Regions from separate parts of the Zea mays genome. Here regions 1 and 2 are each linked to region 3. Evidence: chromatin contacts called from public Hi-C data. All regions are on one chromosome and are shown on one strand. Each heading gives the region's core, a stretch centred on a gene start, on an enhancer-like site or on the middle of the called end of the contact. The rest is flanking DNA. Distances are from core to core; before and after follow the strand shown.

Region 1 (3,238 bases), core at 609-3,108, 310 kb before region 3:
ATATCTTGTCTCTGCTGCTACAGAGAAAATAAAGTTCCTTGAGAACATCACACAGAAAATAGAAATTTTACCTACAGCAGGTACTAAGATAAGATAGAATATATTTAGTGAAGCCAAAACTATTAGGCTCCAACATATCCAAAATGTTTAGATAAAGTTGATAGGCACTGATCCAAAGTATTATGTACTTGACATAGTCATTCCCAGCTTTTAATACAGGATCAAACCTATCCAGTTGACTTGAAGTATCATGATTATGTTTTATTATGCTATCCAGGTTAATCATTTGTGGAGGTGTCACTTTCAGGCAATATGATAACATAACAGCAGCAAGCAACACAGTCAAATGTAGTTGGCTCCTGGAACCAATGAACCATAGACTTTCTTAGAGCTTTTACCATGTCAGCTTCAGTTGTTTCCGTATGATTTGAAAACTCAGTTAGCAACTGAAATGTGCTACAATATATAACAGAAAGCTATTTGGATTGAAAGATAAGGAGCACAGACTATTGGCAGACCGGAAGGGGAATTTCTTACAAATCAGATTAGCATACGACTTTTACTTCTTATCGATGAGCATGTAAATAGTTTGGCGTGAATTTGTAAATAATAGTGCAAGTTGTTTACAGAATTGACACCAAGTAATCTAGCAAAGGAGAAAAAGACAAGGTTGAATGCATCATCTAATGTTGTATTAGTTCAATCTAATCAGCCAAACCACCAAGAATGACTTTTGGCTTGTTGAAAAGTTGAGCGACTAACAGCCAACTCACATCTAAGTAGAGTTTCAGTTCAACGGCTGAAGCGTAAGAAAATAAAGTTCAACCGCTGGAGTTTGACCCTTAATTTACCTCATAACCATTGCATGCCAGTCTAAATTTGCTCTTTAGCTATGATCAAATTCATGATAAACTCCAATGAATACAATCAAAGAATGCTGGGAACAGAACAGAAGTACATGTCAAAGAAGCAAAGAGCTTCCTATTCACATATATGATCATCACACCAAATCATCAATCATATATCACAGAAGATGCTAATCGCCAAACCAACTCTTTTGCCACTAACGAACAAGCAGGAAGGATCAAATCTTTCTCAGACCAAACAAACGATCACCATCCACCAACCCAACCGACTGAAAGCAGACTTATATTGGGGGGGAAGGAGAAGAGAATAACAAGAATCCACCACCTGCGTCGTGAACGTGGCTGCCCTTGGCCGAGCCGCCGCCGTCACCGTCCGCCGTCACCGCCGGCCGGAAGCACGCCCCGCGGAGGCCCCGCGCGACGGCGGCCAAGCATCCGCACCCTTCCCGCCCTGCTGCCCGCTTCGGGGAAGTCATCTCCTCCTTGGTGCCCTGCAGGCGGTGAGGTCAACGAGATACAACTGCTACTCGTAAACACCCATCGGCACGGCCCGGTGTGATTCTTCTCTCCCAGCTTGCTTCCCTTTTCTCGCCCCACTCGACCCCGTCCAGTCCAAATCGCCCAAGGAAGCAGATAAGTGCGATGCGGGGCGCAAAAGGGAAAGCGAAAGCGAAAGGTGGCGCGCGCGGTGGGGGTGCACAAGTCGGAGAAGCAAGCGGGGGCGAGGCGGGAGTGGAGTTGCCGAGTCTCAGACTCAGTGGCGGTGGGCCGCCCGTTCAGCGCGACTGCGCGAGCACTGGCACTCCACCGCCCGTTCAGCGACACTGCGTGAGCACTGGCACTGGCGCTGGCACTAGTGCCGCAGCGACGGGTCGGCGTCGCCATCGTCATGATGTGGGATGCGGGCATGCGGCCGAGGGGGAAAGGGGCTTTTCGGTGCTGCCTTTTGCTCCGGCTGCGGCGCGGCCTGCCGCACTGGCTGTGCGCTGTGGCCTGTGGCTGGCTCCCTGAACCCTGGCCGCGCTTTATCCCTCCCTCGGCCCTCGCGTCAGCATCTCGCGCGGCGTGGGCAGCGGAATAGGGGGCGCGCACGGCCAGCCAGACAGCCAAACGACCAGGACCAGCGGTGGCCGGTGGGAATGTGGGATGAGGCGGCCGGATTTTTACCGTCTGGCTCGCCGGGTCGATTCGATTCCGTTTCTCCGGCGTGGGATGAGCGGTTGAAACGGAATGGTGGGCGGGCGAGTGGGAGCCTACGCTACGCAGCACCCACGGCGCCGGCAGAATGCCAAAAGCACCCACGCTGCTAAGATGCAAAACGGTCGAAAAACAGCGAAATTTATTTTGTTTTCATTTTTTAACGGAACGAAAATATGAAGACAAATATTTTACAGTTTCCACAAATACATAATAAAGTGACATGTTGCCTAATTCTACGATATTAAATTACACAAACAACTCTTCTTCATTATTTATATTATTTAGAGTAATTACAACTTTTGTTTTTCTCCTGTTCATTTATTTAAACACAACAAAAATCTGTAACTTGCATAAAATATATACTAGATATATCTTATATTATATAAAAATAGTAAAAAACGGTATCATCATGGCTCGAAAACGAAAAAAATACAAAAAATAATAAAAAACTGGATAAATTGTTTTCGTCTCGTTTCTAGTTGTTCACGAACAATTCAAAAACGAACGGAAAAATCAGTATTTGAAATGTAACGGCACGGGATTTTTATGTCTCTTTATTATCCTACACGCTGCTAGTGTCTAGTACTCTAGTGCCCTGGTTGTAAATGAATGGAGTGACTTCGCTGCGGGCCAGGAGATTGACCGACACATTGGTACATTAACCGTGTAATAATGTAAACAAAAGATGCAAATTGGGCTATAATCATGCTATAATAATCATGAAATCTAAGAGACTTCGTACTACTTGAAGTAATTATTAAGTTATAAACTGTTCCAAATTTAATTTAAAAAGAGAAGAATATTAACACCATCAAAGGGTAAATTTTAAAGACACATTTCATAATTTATCTAGCGGTGCTCATTTGATATCATATAAGCAGTATTATTCATTTCTATAAATTTCGCTAAATTTAGGGTAATTTTACCTAGGATAACTTGTTAAAGTCTATATCACATTTTGGAACGGAGAAAAGAGACTCATAGGTAATTCGGTTCATGAACTATAAGTAACGTAATAAAATAATATCAATGACCATGGGAAACTTGTGCCATATAGGTGAGAAGGAGATTTTCTATGATCCACTGATGGTTTTTCCTATTGGGGGGGAAACGTCCACTCTGCTTAGAAATTGTCATCAAATTTGATAAGAGGCATTTTTCCCTCAGCTTTT
Region 2 (3,068 bases), core at 474-2,973, 380 kb before region 3:
GGAACAATTCCATTTGATGATCCATTTGTTCCTCGAATATAACTCCCAGTAGCACGGATATTATGAACTGAGACACCAATTCCTCCAGCAGATTTGCTTATTACAGCACACTCTTTCAGGGTTTCATAGATTCCCTCAATGCTGTCATCTTTCATGCATATAAGAAAACAGCTGCTTAACTGCATCACAGAAAAAGCAGCAGTAAATAAACAATTTCAGAACCCACAATGACATCATCTGGCGGGAAACAAGACAGTACTTGGGGCCTCGGCGTGCCAGCATTGAAAAGCGTCGGTGAAGCATGAGTAAACCAGCGCTGGGACATCAGATGGTACGTCCTGATGGCAGACTCGATGTCTTCCTTGTGTATCCCCAGTGAAACCCTCATTAACATGTGCTGCGGCCTTTCAACGACCTTACCATCAAGCTTCAACAGGTAAGACCTCTCCAGAGTTTTGAAGCCAAAGTAGTCGTAGTCGAAATCCCTATCATAAATTATCTCACTGTCCAAGCGAGCAGCATTCTGAAATGTAACATCATTTGGAGTCATGTGAGGGCCAATTTCCAACAAGGTGTGTTGTGCGGGGCACAACAGATTTACTGTATGAGATAAACAGCCTTGTAAAAAAACGAATGGAACAGTGGATTCAACCGCCAGAAACAGATCAGCACTGTCTACACAGTTGCCCCTGTCAGAAATGTGTCAGGGGAAAACCAGAATCTCACCTTCATGATGATTTCATAAACATCTTCAGCGACAAGAGGGGCCATCAGCCCGGATCTCTTGTTGAAGTGCATGTACATGTCCTTAATCCTGCATCCACAACAGCCACACCCCAACTCACCACCCAATCGAAATGAATGAATGAAATTAGACCAAAGCCAGCCGTTACTTACGTCTCCGAGAAGGACTTCTTTGTGTTCTTGTGCAGGTTCGACACAGCAATCCTCGCCGCCAGCTTCACGAATCACGACAGAGAACAGGGGCAACCAACCCCACGTCAGCACAGACAGAAAGACAGACAGACAGACAGGAGAGCTGAAACCAAGGCCAGAGGGGAGGAGGATTTCGGGGTGGGTTACTCACCGAGGCGTAGTCGGGGTGGGACGCGGTCATGGCCGCGGCGGTCTCGGCGGCGAGCTCGTCGAGCTGGCTGGTGGTGACGCCCTTGTAGACCCCCGCACAGACCTTCTGCGCGACGAGCACCGGGTCGCAGTGGTCCTGGCTGAGGCCGTAGCTGAGCTTCTTGAGGCGCGCCGTGATCTTGTCGAAGTGCACCGTCTCCTGGCGGCCGTCCCTCTTGACCACGTACATCTTCCGCTTCGGCGAGGACTCCAATCGAACACCTGGTGTGTGTGCGCGCCCAAGCCGCCGCCGCTGCCGGGTCGAGACAAGGCGAGCAGAGGATTGGATGGGGGGGTAGGGGGACTAGGGGTGGGAGGGAGGCGGTAGTGTTTGGGCGCGGAAGAGGCGAGGAGTAATGAAGCGGAGCTGGAGCTGGAGGATCTATTTATTTTTTTTGGGTGCTCGCTGGAGAAGAAAATGTTTGGGTTTGGATTGGGTTTGGCGCGCGGGCGCGGAGGCGTTTCCCGCGCGGATTTGGCGTCGTGGAGCGCGGGTGGGGTTGGTGGGCGGCACTCCCGCGGCGCCGGAGCCCAAGAAACCGACGCGCTGGCCCAGATGTCAGTCGGCCATAGAATGCACAAGAATTCTGCCGTCTGCGCTGCGAGCCGGCACGTGGGTCCTTGATGTCAGTGCGACGGCGGCGCGTGCGCGGCAGGCGGGAATCGAGGAGGAGCGTGCTGTGCAAGCCTTTTGCGGTTGCGGTCTTTGGGAGGGCGTGGGTTTTTCGGGGGCGCTGTATGATTGGTTGGTCCGGACTGCCACGTCAGTGCGAGGCATTCGATTCTCGTTCTTCCTTGCAGGGGAAGGAAGCTGCTGCGGCTGCGTTGTCAGGTGACACGACGGTCGAGGGTGCTCGCTGTCCGGCAACGGCAGCCGTTGAGATCTGAGCGCCGTGCCGTATTGCCGTGCGTCCGCGTGCGCCTTGAATTCGTACGGGAGAAGGGAGCCGGAATGAGGTACGGGTCTGCGGTTACCACCGGACCAAGGACGTGGTGTGAATTCTTAGTCGGCCAGCCTGGTGGGCCTGTTTGTCTGCTGGGCCGAGTGGGCAGCCTGGTGGGGCTCTGACTGAGACGCCCTTGCTTGCCTGCTCTGTGTGCGCGGGCGTTGCGAACAGACATTTTTAGCCCGTCTACCCAGACAACTCCTAAAGCCCAAGTTGTAGGCCCATTCATATGCCACTTTTGGTGCAGAGCTAATTTTGCCAATTGCCATACTAGGAAAATTGTTCCTCGAGAAAACGTCTATGGAACGGGACAGCTTGGGTGGACATCTCTTCATACCAATTTGATGGAGGCTATGTACGATACACTACTGTACACGTCCGATGAGTGGAGGCTGCAGCTGCCGCTATGACGACTTCTGTCCGATGTTGTGATGTCTGGTGCACAACGGACTCAATGGTGCTGCACTAGACGAAATCTAGTGAAGATAGAGGGAACTACTATATATACTCAACTATAGGTCAAGCTTTCCATTCATACCCCTTATAGTACGGCTAAAGAAATAAAACTAAGATTCTATCACTAGTCCAAGTATCCCTCGAACACTACTAATACTTAGAAGTTAGAACTAGACAATCCTTAATCTTCATGCTCATCATTTGAAAATCGAGATTGAATACCATCGATAGAGGGGGGCATTAAAACTGTAATTGTCTGACCAATAATCATTGTTATGATCTAACTTATAATATATCTGAATCAAGAAGTAGAAGCAACAGAAGCTGCTGAACGTGATTGCATCGAATAAGTGGGTTAGACTAGAGCTGTCATTTTTTCCTTCTGCTTTGTCACCGTTAATCCGTTACTTGAATCATCCCTTTAGTTTTAGCCGTTTAAGCACCTCCATTTAAGCACCTGCACCTCCTAGGAACCTGTAAACTGTCTAACAACCACATACGGAAAACAAAATAGTTAAGAGTACACCGACAAAACAATCG
Region 3 (2,980 bases), core at 46-2,545:
ATTGATAGAGAGTGCTGTATCTCGGACCTGAACAGGCAGACCATATTCAAGATCCAGCAGGCAGACCTGGCAGACATTCTTTAGCTTGCAACATGTCTGGCAGATCTCAGTCTTCTTGTACCTTGCATCTCGCCCAGGACGCCACCGGAATACAGTAAAAGGACGTGCACAAATTTTGCATTCTTTGTCATATTCAGCTCTTAACTGCAAAGAAAAACAAGAGTCAGTGAATCATATTTACATGAAATACTGAAGCAAATGCAAAATAAGGAGCAACTAAATGGAAAGTTATTCCCATTCATGTATTACACAACACCTATCTGGTACTACATGATGTGTATTGCATATGGCAAAACCAATTGGTTAGCTAGTTTAATTTGTTAGCATTCTAGAAACTAATTTACCCTGGTTATAACTGGCTTAAATCTATCACTCATCTTGCTAATCACACTATGCGCATGGCGAAACCACCTTACTGCACTACTGCTCTTGCAGAATCATCAACAGTGGCTACTTGGGGTGAAATTAATGGAAACCAGGGCTGTTCAGTTCTGAGGCAGAGATTGCCTTTCCTAGCTAGCAAGGGTCTGCCCTACCTCGTGGTTGGAAACAGCCGAATCAGCTCTCCAATGGTAGCATGATATTTTCTTGGCAGCACAAGCCCCAAGAAAAACAAGCCTCCCAAATCAAACAGCTACCTCTTTCCATTTCCTGGCTAAGCAAGGTATGATGAGGAGAAGCAAGCGAACCAAACGGTTTCCAAACCACTACCAGTAATTTAGCATTTTGCAGAGCACAATCCCGAAGCAAGCATCACTGCATCAGACTTCCTCAAAGATCCAATCCCAAGTTTAATAACACATCTATAAGAGACAATTTCACAAAGAAGGCAATATGCCAAAAAAAAAAAACGTGCACAGAATTCGACGCAGCGAAACCTAGACCTAGTTCCCGTCGAGCATAAGAAATCACAGACGAAACCAAATCAAGCGGACCACCGGCCACAAATCGGATAACGACGCCAAAGAGAAGCACACAAATCATTCAGGTAGGGCTAGGGTTTGATGTGTTACCATCCGGACGTAGGGGTTGTCGCCGAGGCATGACTCGCAGATGATGGGGAAGTCCGACCGCTCCCACCCGTCCGCCTGCGCGTCCCGCAGCAGCCGGTGCGCCATCCCCCTCCTCTCCGCCGCCGCCGAGAAGCCGGATGGAACGAAGCCAAGGGGCTGCGGGCAGGCGAGACGAGACGAGACGAGACGTCGAGACCCGAGTGCCGACTCCCGAGTCCGGAGTCCCGACCGATCGTTGACCGAATACCTCGCCCTCGCCTCTAGCTCAAAGTGGTCTCTTATTGGGCCGCACTTTAAAGCACATCTACTACTGCGTGGGTCAGACTGTGCTCCAGGCTTTACGTAAGCGTTTACGTGGGCCTAGGTTTACGTATTTGTTTACGTGGGCCGAGCCCGCGTGGAAAAGACGTGGTTAGTTAATTTTGGCGGCTGTGGCGAGACCATTTCGGCGGTTGAGGCGACACGGCAGAAGTGAGCAAAGCGTTCAGGTGCGGAGCCGCGGAGGGATGGGCGGCAGGAGGGAGGCCATAGAGCGGGAGCTGAAGAAGCTTCGGGCAGAGCGGGAGGAGCTCGACGGCCGGATACGGCTGCTGGAATCGCAGCTCGAGGCAGGGCCTGCGGGATTCAACGGTGCGGCGGCGGGGAAAGGAGTAGGGGACGATGCGTGCGGCGGGAGTGGAGCGTGCCAGAGCCGCGTGGGTAACGAGTTTGCTCCGGACGGTAGCCTCCCGGCGGATATGATCTACCGGTACAGCCGCCACCTCCTTCTCCCGGACTTCGGGGTCGAAGGTCAGTTGTTTAGTTTCACTCGTCACGGCTTGCTGCCTCCAAAGTCTCATTGTTTACTCCTCACTCCGTCCCTCTTGTTCTAACATTTTTAGAGCTAACTAAATTTATATAATAAAATAATAATAATTAGGAAACTAAATAAATATATTTGATTTTTATTAATTATATTTTCATACTACCCCTATTTTATGACATAAATCTTTATGATTATTTATATAATTTTGGCCAAACCTATCATTAATTTTGGTCAAAGTTAAGGTCATTTGACTCTTCAACAAAGTTTTTTAGTGGAATGTATTATAATTTGGAACGGAGGAAGCACTGTCATATAGTTGCTTGTCTCTTCTGCTTCAGATGTGTCATCACAATCGCAGCATATTGCTGGGGAAAACGGTGCAGTTAGCACGCTCGTTTCGGCTGATCCTCTGACCTTTGTCATCTTTCTGGCAGGCCAGCGGAAGCTGTCACAGTCGTCGATTTTAGTTGTTGGGGCTGGAGGTTTGGGCTCTCCCCTGGCATTGTATCTAGCAGCTTGTGGTGTCGGTAATTTTCTTCTCCGCTGTTGATTTTTTTTTTGTGAATTATGAGTATTAAATAAAAAGTAAAGAGTTGAAACGAAGAAAATTAACCGAATTAAATTAAGTTTTCCAGCCATGTACCAATTAGAGGGAAGTGGCTCTGCTTCACCCTCATGGTGAACAGAGAAAATAGTCATTTTCTTGGAAGCGAAAACAGATGGTTGGATTCCTTGGAAAATTAGATCATCTCTTGCCTTCCAAATGCTCCAGTACATAATGATGATAATTTTCATAAAGAAGGGCGTGTTGAGTTGGTTGCTTGAACTGATGAAGACATTCAAAAGGGTTCATGTTTGAACTTGTCTGCATATTAACTAGGTTCCAACAGGCAGAAGCAAATGGACAGAGAATGAGCAAGTGCTGCAAAGATTCTTCAATCTGATTGGTGCAAAAGACACAGTTATAGCTAGGAAGATACATGTTTTCCTTCTCAACAGCTGCCTCATACTCTGCTGTGAAGTTGTGTTGAATGATAGTTTCTCAAGGAAGAAATTATATTCCTTTAATGATAATACAGATTTCTAGATGTGGTCCTTGCCA

Evidence for each region. A called contact is a pair of places that touch in the nucleus more often than the background predicts.
Region 1: a contact with region 3 is called in a Hi-C map of tassel, with 7 times the contacts expected there. The contact joins the promoter of LOC109942244 here to the promoter of LOC100285059 in region 3. A contact is called at or near these places in 15 of 25 Hi-C or Micro-C datasets (bundle sheath, ear, endosperm and 5 more) and 2 of 3 datasets of contacts at active chromatin or transcription factors (leaf and seedling).
Region 2: a Hi-C map of endosperm shows a contact between it and region 3, with 2.3 times the contacts expected there. The contact joins the promoter of LOC110017794 here to the promoter of LOC100285059 in region 3. A contact is called at or near these places in 5 of 25 Hi-C or Micro-C datasets (bundle sheath, ear, endosperm and 2 more).

What each region holds. Positions count from the first base shown.
Region 1 is chr9:17,539,260-17,542,497 of Zm-B73-REFERENCE-NAM-5.0, reverse strand. LOC109942244 (receptor-like serine/threonine-protein kinase At3g01300) reads right to left here and starts at 1,858. Exons shown (of 7, transcript XM_020544068.3): 1 at 1,192-1,858; 2 at 1-14. The coding sequence starts at 1,342.
Region 2 is chr9:17,604,970-17,608,037 of Zm-B73-REFERENCE-NAM-5.0, reverse strand. LOC110017794 reads right to left here and starts at 1,723. Exons shown (of 17, transcript NM_001350188.1): 1 at 1,088-1,723; 2 at 898-959; 3 at 727-814; 4 at 260-523; 5 at 1-179. The coding sequence starts at 1,315.
Region 3 is chr9:17,229,403-17,232,382 of Zm-B73-REFERENCE-NAM-5.0, reverse strand. LOC100285059 reads right to left here and starts at 1,295. Exons shown (of 4, transcript NM_001372164.1): 1 at 1,074-1,295; 2 at 1-204. The coding sequence starts at 1,178. LOC103638013 (adenylyltransferase and sulfurtransferase MOCS3-1) reads left to right here and starts at 1,514. Exons shown (of 10, transcript NM_001301626.1): 1 at 1,514-1,862; 2 at 2,313-2,405. The coding sequence starts at 1,580.